Regions from separate parts of the Mus musculus genome. Here region 2 is linked to region 1. Evidence: chromatin contacts called from public HiChIP or PLAC-seq data. All regions are on one chromosome and are shown on one strand. The core of a region is the stretch at or near the end of the contact, and the rest is flanking DNA. Distances in the headings are between cores, read along the strand shown.

Region 1 (7,644 bases), core at 2,202-4,701:
CAGCCCCTAAGCTGTGAGCTGCAGTCTTGGCCAGCACTTGATAGAGTGGAAGGAAGACCCGTGTAGTTGGCTTTCTCTTTTCCATTTGATTTCCTATAGAATGGTTCTTAAAACTCAAGCTTCTGAACGAAATCTCTTCTTCTCTGTAATTTAATGCTTCATTTGCATTGCCAATAATTAACAGCGAGAAAGACATCCCGGGAGACTGCTAGCATTCAAGTTCCGTGGCTGCATCTGACCGGAGGCACAGTTAGGAACAGAAGCCAGGATATCCCAGCTTATTGCCCCAAGAGTCAACAGGGCAGGAAGCCTAAAGGAAGAGGTATTCTTCCAGGTCAAAGGTCGGGTTGGGAGTAAAGATGTATACATCACTGGCGCAAGATAGAACTAGAAGAGGATCGCAGAGCCTCTGCCTGTCACTGTCCACTCTAAATATTATCAAGCTCCTTCTCTCTAGGCCAAGAGCATCTATTTCTTTACTCTGTGGTGGTATCATCAGTGTCCATGAATCAGGACAGGAAGAGCATGGCAGTGTTCATTTAGTCACAAGCCTTGGTTGAGGTTGTAATATATTACAGGCTCAGTGCTTGGCACACAAAAGCAGACACTACTCCCAACCCCACACAGTATACAGTCCGTGGGTTTTTGGTTGAGTGTATAATTACAACCAGTAGCCACATTAGGAGAGTATGTAATGGGATACCTGGCCTAGTCTCAGATAAGGAATGGGGCCTATGAAGAAAGAGTTAGTTTTTGTTGGAGTCTGAAGAAATACCTTGGAATTATTCGGGTACAAGTAGGTATTCTAGTTTAAGAGAATTTCATAGGCAAAAGAAAGAGGTGGATGGAGATGGAAGATGGTGGATTAAGATTGGTACTGGTGAGTCATGGTCCCTAGAAGATGGTGGATTTAAGGACTGGCACTGCTGGGTAATGATCTCTTTTGGGGTTGAACAACCTTTTTACCGGGGTCACCCAAGACCACCAGAAAACATAGATATTCACATTATGATTCATAACAGTAGCAAAATGACAGTTATGAAGTAGCAATGAAAATAATTTTGTGATAAGGGTCATCACAACATGAGGAACCGTATTAAGGGTCACAGCACTGGAAGGCTTGAGAGCCTCTGGGTTACACGGAGAAAGCAAGAAACCCAAACAGCATACGGGGGCATGGCGTCAGAGGACACAGAAGTGGTGGGAGGATTGGGCCACACCGGTTTGCAGGCCATACTGATGGCAGGAGTGTCAGCACATTGTAAAGGTACTGTGGTGGCCCAGGGGACTCAAAGCAAGGGGACAGAGGTGGCAACTGAATGCAAACACAGAGATTTTTAACAGTCCTAAAATGTAGATGATCAAGGTGTCAGTGCATAAGGGCTGAAAACGAGATGGAAAGTGGTCTGGGCAAGAGTCCACAGATGAAGAGGAACAGCCAGGAAGGAGAGGTGAAAAAATCTAGGGGAGTCTGTGGGACAAGGCTCAGTAGTTGGACACGGTGGCACAGGGCTATACCCTCAGCCAGGTAGAGAGACTGAGGCAGGAAAGTTTCAAGTTTGAGGCCAGCTTGGGTTATACAATGAAACCTTGTATCAAAATAAAATTTAAAAAGAGCAATGGATATAGCCCAGCGGTAGCACATGCAGGGCCTGGGTTCAATCCTCAGTAGCGCAAGGAAAAGAAAGGGGGCCACCAAACGGGCTCAGGGTTTAATTAAAGCAGGTGTCTAAAAGCTCTCTGTTATTGGGGGTTACCCTATATATAGACTGGGGTCTCTCTCCTGTCACCATTTCTGGGTTTTGTTGCTTTGTTTAGGCTTGCAGCTTGCAGGTGGAAGGTGAGGAGAAGGGGGCTGGTGGAGCACCTCACTTCGTCATGTATATCTGCCGGAGAGATGAAGACTAAATGGCTTTACCTACTTAGAGTGGCAGTTTATTGCCTGTTTAGCTTACAAGACAGCAATCCCCTCCCTGAAGGGGAGGGCAGCATATAAATGCAATTTACGTCTCTGGCAACTACCTACAGCCTTCCCTTAATGAATCAGTCAGACCATCATGGGCCTCCAAATTGGGTCCTCTGATCCTTTCAGCTTCCAGGTTCTTGCTTTCAAAGTTTATGACTGAATTGGAGACTATTTACAGCAAATGAGACATTTCTGTGAGCCTGGGGGAAGGGGCTCTGATAAACCAATGGTAGAGAATGGCAGAAGATGTATCTAGATGGCATTGGGGACGTGGGGATGGGGGACGAGAGCAATGCCAGGGATCAAACATACTGGACACAAGCTCTCCCAGCCCAGCTATATACCCTGTCCCTCCCCAGCAGGGTTTTTAAAGGCATATTTACATTGTCTTGATCTGTGTCTGGAAAAGGCATGGAGACAGCAGCCACTATTGGACTTAACAAATTATTTGTGTCGACGATGAAGTCCAAACCTACAGTAAACATTGACTACATTTGACCTGTTTTAAGCACGAGGAATTAAGATGGATCTAGGTTTCTGTGTTAGTCAAGGTTGGGGCAGAGATCAAAGAGTATGCTCAAAAGAAATGGCTGAAGATAATTAATGCAGGGGCTGTTTCTAAGCAGTGTTAATGGAAGGCAAAAGGGGTTATGGAAACCCTCGCCCATCTGAAAATCTCTAACACTCCCAGGCATCTGTGGGGAAAAGGGCTGTGTATTCAGGTGGCCCAGTGCTTCCCTGATTCTGAAAGACAAAGGAGCCACACTCTCTCACCAAGCCTTCCTGAGCCAGCCACACAGCTAGGTGCAGAGGAAGGCTCAAAGTTTCTGAGTGGCAAGCAGGAAAAACCCACCCGTGAACACAGAGGCTTGTTCAGAATCGTACATTCATTTGGATCAATATATTTATGCTGATCTATGGGCTTCATTGTCAATGCTCCTCTGGTTCCATGATGCAGTTGAACCCACATCAACAATACTAAACAAGCCAACGAAACCAGCCCTGTTAGCTCAGTACACGGCGGCGCTGGCGAGGCTGGAAGGGAGCTGTACTGAAGCGAATTGTTTGGTAATTCCTGGACTTCCCTTCTGAAGTCAGCTGTGCCTCTGGCCACTGGCCTCTTTTTGCCCCACCCCTCATGCAAAAGGAGCCAGGATTTTGAATTATTGATGAAATCAGACTAAATTTGGGGATTACATGTCTCCATCCCGCCTGTTGTTTGTCCAGTAAATAGCATTTCCTCTGTAAAACTGGAGCTTTCATCTCAGGAGTGTGGACCAGACTTAAACAGACATGGAAGCTTCCCTTGGAGAAAACCTTCTGTGATGCTGGAGCGCTTTGATCTGCGCGCTCTCGGCTGCCATGAAAACACAGAGGCCGCCAGGACACTTTCCCCTTGGCCCGATTCACTTCCCACTGTGGAGTACACAGAGAAACAGACTTTGCTCCTGGTCTTTTTCCTGGCTCAGCTACAGCCTCTCTCACTGGAATTTACTAATTTCTGAGCAGTTAAAATGTTCTCTTTGGTGAGACAGAATCCTTCCGGGGCCCTAGTGGAGACTGGCAGACCTGCTCAGACAGCGCCCTCTGCTGGACACTTCTGGGATCGCGCGTGCCTGGAGGGCCGGGCCAGTTCTGACCTGTCAAGGTGGCAGTCACAGCTGGGTTGTTGAGACACCTGAAATGTGTGTGCGACCTTTTTTTTTTTTTTTTGCCTAGAACACCTCAGTCCTTAATAACCAAGATGCACAAAGAAACCATAGAATTGAGGAAGACACCCCCCCCCGATTTGTCATAATAGAGATTTCTAAACAATGTGCAAAAATCCCTAGGGTATATAAGACTAATAAATTGGACTATGTTAACACCAAGAACATCTTTATGGCTGAAAAAAAAAACATAAAAACTTAAGAGACAAAGGGGCAAAATGCTTTCAATATAGGATCAGTATCTAGAATATATAAAGAATCTCTTTAATAAAAAGAAATGAAAAAATCTAATAGGAAAATATTGCAAAGATACAAAATGCCAGTTCACAGACAAAGAAGTACAAATAGCCCATAAATACACAGCAAACGTACTCAGTTTCATGGTCAAGCAGGAAAATGGACTCCCAAACCCTAGAAAACATCTACAAAAGCTAAGCCAGCTTATTTCCATATTCTGCTGTCAGGGATACAAGCTTTGTAGAGTGACTTGACAGCAGCTACTAAAATGTGAAGTGACTTACATGGCCGCCTAAACGGAGCTGGCTAAGTACATCGGCTCATCCAAAAACACAGATACAGAGCAACGTCTTTGTTTGCTTAGTGCAGTGCAGGGCGTGAAACCAGGGGCTCTATGCAAGCCACACCACCAGGGGCTCTATGCAAGCCACACCACCACCGTGCCACTGAGCTATGCTCCCAGACACTTTTTTTTTTTAAGATTTATTTATTGATTATATGTAAGTACACTGTAGCTGCCTTCAGACACTCCAGAAGAGGGAGTCAGATCTCGTTACAGATGGCTGTGAGCCACCATGTGGTTGCTGGGATTTGAACTCTGGACTCTTCGGTAAGAGCAGTCGGGTGCTCTTACCCACTGAGCCATCTCACCAGCCCGCTCCCAGACACTTAAGGTAGACTTTAAAATAATGTATTATGTGTACTGACAGGTAAAGAACTCAGAAACTACTACTGACTGAGCAAAGACGATGAAGCCACGGAGTGACACATGCTATCATGACATATGTAAAAAGCCTAACCATACAACACAGTGTGTTTCTCTACAGGTAAGGTAACATACATGTTTAATGCATTGCAAAATGCATGAGGCTCATTTAACTGATAGGGAGAGCTACCTCTGGAATAAAAATGAGAATAGAAATGACAGATGTCTGTCTTCTCTGTAATGTTGATTTTTTAAAGAGGATGCCTTCATAGATTACTTGAAATGACTAAAAGCTACTTTTAAAAGAAGAAACTTTTTTGTTTATCCTATTAATGCACTCAGAATGGTCAGAGGGTCTTGCAGCTAAAAAGTAAAACAGGGCCTTAGGTGATCCATGGGAGGGGGAGGGGGTGTGAAGTAAAACACACCATGGTTGTCATGGAGATGGCTTCATTCACTAGCAATCACCCTGAACATCTAGCTACACATAATCTCCAATTACTAATTATCTCCCATTCAATGTCTTATTTGTAAGACTTGGTTCATAGACCCTATGGTAATAATCCTATTTAAGGTGGTTGGTGTACATGGACTATCTCATTTAAAAGTCCTTTGTGTCTCTCTTTCTCCTCCTTCTGTCCATACGAGGCCATTTAGGTTTAGAGATATTAAATAACTTTCCCAAAGACAATTAGCTGATGTGTGGGCTGGATTTTTCCTAACCAGAGAGCTTTCACATTAAGACACTTAAACTATATCACACAACTGTGAACAGCTCTGTAGTCTTTTTAATGTCCAAATATTCGCTTCCTGTCAGACACGCTCCTGGTTTCTCTGACTCTCATGCTGCATTCCTCGTCATCACATTGTAGCTGATTCATTTGTGAGCGGAATCAACCACAGGACCAGGTGCTGTTCCAACTCCAAGACGAGCAAGAAGCCCGATTCCAAGCGACGGCCGCAAGGTAACTTCAAACAAATTTTGGGGCCCAAGCAATTGACTAAAACCCAATAATAACGGTTGTTTTTAATTCTGTCGTCAAATTCAACTTGGTTCATGTTCCACATCTGAAAATGTTCCATCACAATGTGGAATGCATCCCGTGGATACAGCCTAATGTCATTGATGACCATTCCTGCCAGGCAGAGAAAATATGTCTAGCCTCAGAGATTATAAGATGTGCCCCAGTGAGACTCTTGAGTTCCCTTTGGACAAGAGGTGGGCCCTTTTGTTCTAGAAAGGTTTTCCAGTGATGTTTCTGGAATAACGTGTGAGTAAACAGGGCATTGGGCTTACAAGTCAGTTCTAACATTACCTATCCATCTTTAAGCCCACCCCGCACGTTAAAATAAATTGACTTTTTTTCTAAGCTCAAGAACATGAATGTCTATGAATAATTCATAGCCTGGCAGTTGACACACAGGTCTGAAGGCCCAGATGCCTGCAAGTAAATGGGACCCAAAGTGTGAAGATCACACAGTGGATTTTAAGTAGTATCACGTAGCAAGCGCGAGAGAGCACAAAAAAATGCTCTGCAAATAATAAACGCATCTCAGCCGCTGGCTATGTACACAAAGCCAGCCCCTCTCAGATAATAGTAATTGAAAGTCACTCGCTTCCAGAATAGGGAGGGGGAGATAAATCAGGAAAAGCAATCTGCAAAAAGGATTAAAACATTAGGGTTTTAATGAACTATGTGTCCGGGCAGAGAAGGGCATTTATATCTCCTTTCCTGGGTTGGAAGTCCTCATTCTTACTCTCAAAGGGGGTGGTGGTGGGGGTGGGTGGAGGGCAGAGGCTGTAGATGGCCTAGATCCATTCAGGGGTTTTATCCCTTGGCTTCCCAACAGCTTAACTCTGACAGAATCTACCCACTGAGGCCAAGAAGACATGCTGTCTCCATTTCAAGCATGAGATAATGCCATAGCACCAGTCTAACTAGGGGGACAGAACATCAGCCAAAGCCTTGTGATATAGGATGGCCAAATGGCAGGGCTTCAGCCTAGAGATTTTTGAGGGAAATGGGAAAAGACTATGAAACATGTGTTCTGGCTCAGCCTCAAGAGCACACAAAGGACATCATATCTTCAACTGTGTTCTTCTTAGACCTGTATTGTTTCAAGAAAGAAAGGAAACATACAGATCATGTTCCAGGAAGGTCCTAAGATCTCATAGCTCTATTGTGTGTATACAACACACACACACACACACACACACACACACATACATGCACACATGCATATATATACACACACATATGCATACATATACACAAATATATGTATACACACATACACACATATATATATATTCACACACACACATATATATATACACAAACATACATGCACACATGCACATATGTATACACATATGCATACATATACACATTTACATATACACATATATATTCACACACATATACACACACATACATATACACACATACATGCACACATGCATATATATACACACATATGCATACATATACATATATATGTATACACAGACATATATATATATATTCACACACACATATATATACACACATACATGCACACATGCACATATGTATACACATATGCATACATATACACATTTACATATACACATATATATTCACACACATATACACACATAAACACACACATACACATATATTCACACATAAACACAACACACATACACACACACACACCCCACATACAGTACATTCCTATCAGCTCTGCTGAACAGAGAGTGCTATTGAGGAAGGATTTAGATTTTTATCTTTTCTAGCTTCCTTCAGGTATTGCCTGGAAACGAGACAGGAATGAGTTCCTTTAGCCTTGTCTCATTTGGAAAGATGCACAGCAAAATATTACTCCCCACCCCACCCCCAGCCAGAGCAAAATGGCTCGTGTTTAGGAGCAGAAGTCGTTTGGAGCTGTGGCAGGAAGGACATTAATATGTGAATGGAAAACAGAGCCTTTAGAAGTCTGCCCACATCGCAGAACTGGAAATGAATGCACTTCTTTCCCATTAC
Region 2 (7,644 bases), core at 1,626-4,125, 190 kb after region 1:
AGTTCCTTCTTTTTTTTTTTTGAAATAATTACATATTTTTATTTTATGTGCATTATGTCTATGTGAGGGTGTTGGATCCCCTGGAACAGGAGTTACAGACAGTTATAATCTGTTATCTGGGTGTGGGTTGAACTTAGAACCTCTGCAAGAGCAGTCAGTGCTCTTAACAGCTGAGCCATCACCTTTCCAGAGTTCCTTCTTCTTAATGCTGAATGATATTCCATTTTGTGTGTGTGTGTGTGTGTGTGTGTGTGTCCAGCATCTGTTGGTGAATATATTGCCTCAATACCTTAGCTATTATGAGTTGTGCTACAATGACCACATGAACACAGATATATCCTTCAGGATTTCTGGACCCTATGCTAGCTCTCTTTTTACCCTTTTGCTTTTCCCTTTGTGGGATGAGGGTGAGAAGAATCAGGCTTTCGGGCATCTCCGCACTGTCAGATTAGAACTTCCAGTTACCACCCAGGGCTTAAATATTTATGCTGAAGCCTCACACTTGTGTTCATCGGGCAAAGCCTGCTGCACACTGATTCTATTCCCTGAGGCAACTACTTCAGAAGCAGGAAGCAGAGTACCGGGCAGGAAAGCAGGGAGACAGCAAGAAAGGTAGAAAGAAGTCTTTGAATTGTTTCTTCTTGAAAATTCAGGATCTATTATATTGTCTTTTTAAAATTTAGGAAGCAAAGACTCCATTCTAGTTAAATCATGGTGACTAGTATCGAGTTCACTTTTGTTAAGATTTTTTATGTGTGTATGCACACTATTTAAATGCCTGTTTCCTGCGAAGGCCAGAAGTGGGCACCGGATCCCCTAGGACTGGAGTTACAGGTAGTTGTGAACCATCATGTGGGTGCTAGAAATCAAACCTGGGTCCTATGGAAAAGTAACAAGTACTCTTAGCCAGCCATTATTTCTCCAGTCTCGTAAATATTCATTGTTAATAATTGAGAAACGTATGACTTAAATGTCAAAAATCATGTATTATATGACCACTGTTGAGCCAAAATATAGTTGGGAGTTTCTTCTATGCTCTCAAAAGATAATCAAATACAGAAGGAAATAGTCATACACAGGCCAGAATCTTTTTTGTCTTTCTTTCATTCTCAACTCAAGTTCAGAAACTCATCCGGAGAATCTTAATAATAATTTGCAACCTCAAAAATGTTAGCTTAGCTCAAAATTCACTTCTGTCAGAAAACTGAGTATCAAGCTCTTTACTAACTACATTTTAAATTTTTTTCAAGAGCAAGGAGGGACAGATAATAACAACTTCCAGAACACATCTCTGTTCCTCGCTGAAAAATTCAGTCACTAAGCCCATTGTCATTACCATGTCCCAAAGTCTTGGGCTTTGTTTGTTTCTTTTTTTTTTTTTTCTTAACTGATTGTTCTCCATCTGTGAGCAATTAGCATCTCCTCCTTGTAAACAAGTGGAAGTTCGCAGCTATTCCTCTCCAGGTGCTTACTGTTTGCTTCAGTCCCCAGTTCACAGTACTATGTTAATTCCATCTACCTACAAGCAACTTAAATTCAGGAACCAAGCACTGTTTATGTAGGAGCCTCTTCAATATCTAGCCCCGTGTTTTACATAGACAGGAACCCAGCCATTGTTGTTGAATAGAGCCATTGAAATATAGCATTTTAAAAGAATAATTCTGGATGATTAATCTGGCTGTGGCATGTGAGAGAGACGGAAAAGTACAAAGAATGGAAGCAGAGGAATCGCTTAAGTAGCTGTGATAATGTACTACTATGTGACAGCAAGGCCTAGACCATGGTGATGGCTGTGGGGATAGAAACAGAGTATGAAAGACATTTTAGAGACAAAATAAAGGCATAGTGGCAGTGACTGGATAGAGTGGCAGATGGGTGTGGCAGAAACAATAAGCTGATCACCACACAAATCCATGACTTCTAGAGGGTTCTCAACAAGTGACAATCCAGTTGGAGCCTCCCTACCCCAGGCTTACTCACACTTATCTGAACTACACAACTAACATTAGCCATTGAAATGCAAGAGGAAGTTACATATGCTACTTCTGAGTTGGTGTGGCTAAAAACAAATGGGTAGAAATATCCCTGTGACCCCCACAGTGACCTTTTACCAACTCAACCTGGAAAGAAAGAAAGAAAGTTAGGGCCCCAAGAGAGGAAGATGCCTATGTCCCAGAGTGGCTGCCCAGTCGAGAACACTGACAGGCTCTGGGTCAGACCTAACTTGCGTTGAGTCACTGAAACTTTCATGTTTGCTTGTTAGTGCAGCAACTGCTACCTTACTAACAATAAACAGAAAGGGACAGGGACAGTTGTGGATGCTCTTTGGTGGCACTGTCTTAATATAATGAGAGATTTCAGTAGCAGGATCATTTAAGAGGGAAGTTATCAACACCTAACTGAATAACATCCTCACTCGAGGAAATGACATAAACTTGGGATGAGAAGACTTAACTCTGTATTCAGCAGCTCTCCTTAAAAACTAATCCATCTTGTGCTGAAAGATGATTTGGTGCTCCAGAGTGTGTACTGCACTTGCAGAGAACTCAGGTTTGGTTCCTGGCAACCATAACTGGAGGCTCACAAATACTTATTCTAAGGGACCATGATTTTCCGAAGAGTGAGAGATACCCTGGACTCAAATAGTGTGTAAAAGCAAAGAGTGTTTTATGCTGCAGAAATCCAGCATGCTGGGGTCTCCCAATTACCAAGATAAAGAGATAACCAAGTGAGCTCCCAGGCCACATTTACAGCACATTAGTGGAATTCCCGGATAGGTGACCTTCATCCTGCTCCATCTCTAGGGACTTTCCAGAACAGTTACCAGGCACTGGGGGGCTGGAAACTGTTGCTAAGGAAGTCTGGAAACTGCTGCTGACTCATTGTCCTTGCCTCAGGCAACTTGCAGAGCAACTTCTAAGGCCTGGACTTTGCCTGGACTTGCCCAGTTCTTATAAACAGAGATTTAGGCCTTGTCTCCTGAACTGCCAATTTGAAGCCTGTCATGAAATCAACCTAGCCTTTTCTTTATAACCCTAGCTCCAAGGGATCTGACACCCTCTTCTGGCCTCTGTGGGCACTAAACTCACATGCTCAAACCCACATCCCCAGCTTCCCTTTGCCTCAGCCTTTGCTCTCAATTTCCTTATCTGCTGGACAATATGCAGAGAAAAGTCTTGTAAGCAATAAATAGGTATTCTGATGTAAAACATTATTATAACCTTAGCATCCACTGTTAAAACTGTAGGAGGCCATATTGATCTCTTCAATGAGAAAACAATAAATCTTAATAACAGTTACTAAAACTGAACCCTTCCTTACCTCATATAATTTTCATGATATAGATACTATTATTATCATTAATTTATAATGAAAAAAATCTGAAGCACAGATGGGTTATGCAATTTTCCCAAGATCATGTCACTAGTAAGTGGAAAAGTGGGGATCAAGCCTAGGCAGGCTGACCCCCAAATTTTTGCCCTTAACCACCACAGAAGGATGTCCTTTCAAGGCACATCTCCCTCCTCTTAGATGTGAAATCTCAGGTCGTGTCACACAGGTGGTTATGCACTAAATATAGAGTATAGTGACAGAGAAAGCAATTTTCTCCCCGGGAAAATTCTAGTTTCTCATAAAAGGCTGGTTCTGCAGAAAATCACTGAGCTGAGAATGCATAAATTACTAAGGAAACTGAACCAGATATTTGAGCAGAATTTATGTTGATAGAAGAAAAAAACAAAATGAGCCTTCCCCTTGCTGTATCTCTCAAATATGATGCTGAAGGGATAAGCATATGGATTTACTTCAGTATTTCCCAGTTCTCCCCCTGTGATTTTAAAACATATGAAGGTCATCAGGGAGATGGACATCAGTTCCTTGAACCCCTTCCAACGAAAGCACTAGTTTCAGGTGACAAAAAGTTTGCATCAAGGGGAACCTTCATCCCAGAAGCACATAGCATGTAAGCTGGGTGCTGTGAGATGCCAGGAGTGCCCACAACATACCCTTTCCTCCCAAGGCCCCAAGGAAAGTCTCACACCAGCAAAAAAAAATTGTCTGAAGACAATTGACATCAAGTGAACCTCCTTCTGGACAAATCCACCCATGCCCAGGATGGTCCTCTGGAATCCACCTGAAGCCTTAACATAAAGGAATAGGTTTTTATTCACATGTGCTTGAATCTAATCAGAGAAAATGTCATGCTATTTGTGGTGGTTCATGCCTCTTATCTGCCCTTGGGAGGTAGAAGTAATACTATCAGGAGCTCAAGACTCATCTCTGCCACCTAGCAAGTTTAAGGCCAGACTGGACTACATTAAACCCTGTCTCAAAAAAGTAAAGAGAACTTTTTATATCTGGACACCCTAGGGAATGTGGTTCTCCTTAAGTACCACCTTACTCATGCCTACTGATGCTGTTTGTGGTCATCTTCAGCCTCTTAGGACCTAGGCAGAACATTCTCAGTAAACTTCCATTTGCCTAGACTGCTCTCTTCTGTTTCCCACACAGATAGACTGGGGGTCTTTGCCGTGTTGTGGCTCTGTTACAGGTGCTCTACCTCTGACAATGCCTCATCTTGACTAAGACTCCCAAATCAGGATACATTGGTAAAAATCTTTTGAAGATGGCAGGAAATGATGTTGTAAATAAAGAAAAACGAAACAGAAATCAGAAAAAGAAAAGATAACAGGGGGTTGAGGACATCTCCGAAGGAAGACAATTACCCTGCAGTCTATTCTTTCCTCCCCCAAAGGCAGGGGTCTCTGTAACTCTGGTCAACAGGCTATCAGAAAGAGAGAGAGAAAATAAAGAGTTGTTTTTTACCTCTGAACACCACCACTTACTTGGACTTATATGCTATATAACTGATCCTTACAATAGTCCATTTTACAGAAAACTAGGGCCAGGTGGCTTAAGAGATACACTTACGGTTGTGGATTTCCAAGCAAAACATGTCTATGAATTCTCAGCCAGGCTGTTTGCCTCACACCACAATTCCAGGATAACAGTTGGGAAGGAATGCAGGCCCTGTTGACAGCCAGCTGGAGGTTGAGGATGAATCACAGGCTCTGTGGGGCTCCGTGCTTTGTCATGGAAAACGATGTTACATTACAAGTGGATGATCTATAACTCTGAGTGTCTAGGAATCCAGAGGCCGATAGCCATGAATTTTCATAAACTACCATTGTTTAAATTGCCAGTTATGATCTATTAGTGGATTATGAAACTAATTTAATGGTTAGCCACCTCTTCCCTTTTTAAGTGAAACAGAGTTGTAAAGGTCTAAGTAGATCAAGATAAGGTGGGATAAAGTGAAATTAGATGAAATAGTAAAAACAAAACAAAAAACAACAAAAAGTCAGCATTTATCCCACCTAGTAAGGGTAAACACTGTTTTAAAGTAAGTTTGTTTAATGAGGAATAATATAAAATATACTTCTTGCTAGAGGACATGATCCAAAATGATTGAAATCTAGATTCAATTTATAGCCCCACACAGAGCTTTATAACAGGGTTTTACTATATTCCTCCAGATAGTTGCCGGTTTTATATTTTAATTGTGGATGGCCTTTTCTCTGTTTTTTTTTTTTTTTTGTTTGTTTGTTTGTTTCTGTTTTTAAAATATTTTTCCTTAAGCCAAGAATTTTTATCCCATCCTTCCCTGTATCACCTCGAAATGCAGTCCCTTTGGGGAGATTTCTAGTGGCTGTCACAGACAGGGATATGAAAGGAAGAGAGAGGGAGGGAGGGAGAGAGGGAGGGAGGAAGGAAGGGAGGGAGGGAGGGAGGGAGGGTATCATGGTGCTGAGCAGGTCTTCAGAGCATGCTGAGCCTGTAACCTCTGGTTCTCTGAAACAGAGAACAGGACAACAAAACTCTAGCTGGAATGTTGCTGAGGCTCTGGACTCTGGGCAGTAATGTCGCTGTCTGAGAGGAACAGGACTGCAGTTACATCTTTGCTTCTTACATCTCTCCTTGTGGGGAGATGATTTACATAAATGTGTTCTGAGACTTCAAATAAGGATCTGTTGGGGTAGGGATTCTCATTTTAAGGAAGTATGACTAGTTACCCAGGAGAAACTGTGTAAAGTCATAAGGGAAATGAAGTTTTTGGGGAGACTGAGGCCCGAGGCTTCTAGCCTGTTGCTCAAAACCAGCATCTCCAAAGCAAGGTTGTTCCCCTCAGTAGAAGTTTATGCAGGTAAGATAGGAGCTGCAAGAGCCAGATAGACGTCTATGATTCTGGAGTTTTCCTCAGGCAGGTTTCCAATGGTTCCTCCTTCCTCGATGCTCTTGAGAACAGAACTTCTGACTCCCTGTGTAGTGCAAAGTTTGAAGTCAAGTTCATCCACAAGAAAATGTAGTCTGTGTGCTATCAGTTTCTCTGTTGTTCGACGGCTGAGATAAAGGTTGGTCAAGAAACAAACGCTTAACTGAGAGCTTTTAAGTCTAAGCCATCTGATTGGAAACTTGATATGTAATTATTTCTATCAGCCTGGTCTCAGGACAGCTTGCCTTGGAATAATGTCCAAGAAATTATTAATAATGAGAAGACCTTCTTTGGAGCAGCCACAGTCTACTAAAGAGATAAGAAATGCATGTACAACCTCCTGAATTCCACTTAACTATTCTCTTTTGTTCTCTCAGTGAAAAAAAAAAAAACAAAAAACAAAACAAAACAAAAAACTGGTGTCTCCTTCAAGGGACTGCATGTATAGGTGACATGAAGTCAGACACCTGGTTCTAATTGGCTTCCTGCACTGATTTCTGTGCACAGAGGATCACCGTGTCCATTTCAGATCTGTCCAGCAATATGCCTTGTCAACTACTACTGTGTCAAGCAGCCCCTGGTGGCTTTATAAAACAGTTGACCTGCTCTTGACCTGTTCTGTGCCACTGGTGCTCAGGGGCACTCTCACTGACTAAATACTATGTGTCCCATGATAGATTATAACAATGACTATAAAGACACAGCCAAGGCTTAATGGCTTCCAGCAGCCAATACTATAAGGAGAAGTTCTTATCAAAAGAGTATCAATGTGTCTGCTCACCTGTGTCTGTAGGTCAAGTCAGTAGCAGTGACTTAGAGCTACTCAACCACAGCCCTCTTCCCCCACAAATAAGCTATTAGGTAAGAATCATACTACTCAGTTAAAACACCAAGCTCCAAATTATTATCTTTCTTTTTCAATTTATTATTTTATGTGTATGAGTGATTCACCTACATGAATGTTTATATGTTATGTACATGCGGTGCATATGGAGGCAAGAAGATGACATCCTATTCCTTGGGATTGGAGCTACATGAAGTCGTGACTGCTGAGAATTGAACCTGGATCCTCTGAGAGAGCAGCCAGTGGCCTTAACCACTGAGCCATCTCTCTGGCCCTTGAATTATTATCTTTCCATGTTTATAGCTGGGCAAAGGAGTTAGTCATGATTCCTGTTCTGAACATAGTTAAAGAAATTAGTCACTTGCACAAAAAAGAAACAAAGCATAAAAAATACTTTGTTCAGAAAAATAATTGACATTGGCATCATGTGTCAGCCAACACTGCTATTCACCAACAATAACAGAGGCCAGTGGTAGAACATGTTTAGACAGAGTAGGAAACAAGGTCAATAGTTTTGAAGACTTAGTGT

Evidence for each region. HiChIP or PLAC-seq counts read pairs in DNA pulled down with a chosen protein or histone mark.
Region 2: an H3K27ac HiChIP or PLAC-seq map of embryonic stem cells shows a contact between it and region 1, with 4 times the contacts expected there. The contact joins two enhancer-like sites. A contact is called at or near these places in 5 of 484 Hi-C or Micro-C datasets (the N1E-115 cell line, Th1 cells, liver and 2 more), 7 of 115 datasets of contacts at active chromatin or transcription factors (T-cell acute lymphoblastic leukemia, embryonic stem cells, epiblast stem cells and 1 more) and 1 of 9 other capture datasets (embryonic stem cells).

Annotation. Positions count from the first base shown.
Region 1 is chr12:77,778,025-77,785,668 of GRCm38.p6, forward strand. Gm35440 (a long non-coding RNA gene) reads left to right here. Exons shown (of 4, transcript XR_381711.3): 2 at 4,623-4,739; 3 at 5,491-5,583. Among named protein-coding and RNA genes, the nearest start is that of Gm35488, 31 kb to the right of the region's middle. Within about 2 kb of position 3,452, at least 49 of the 459 cell types and tissues checked have an H3K27ac peak or open chromatin away from gene starts, as enhancers often do. A contact at or near this core is called in embryonic stem cells, where this site is marked.
Region 2 is chr12:77,967,321-77,974,964 of GRCm38.p6, forward strand. No RefSeq gene overlaps it. Among named protein-coding and RNA genes, the nearest start is that of Gm24070, 160 kb to the left of the region's middle. Within about 2 kb of position 2,876, at least 41 of the 459 cell types and tissues checked have an H3K27ac peak or open chromatin away from gene starts, as enhancers often do. A contact at or near this core is called in embryonic stem cells, where this site is marked.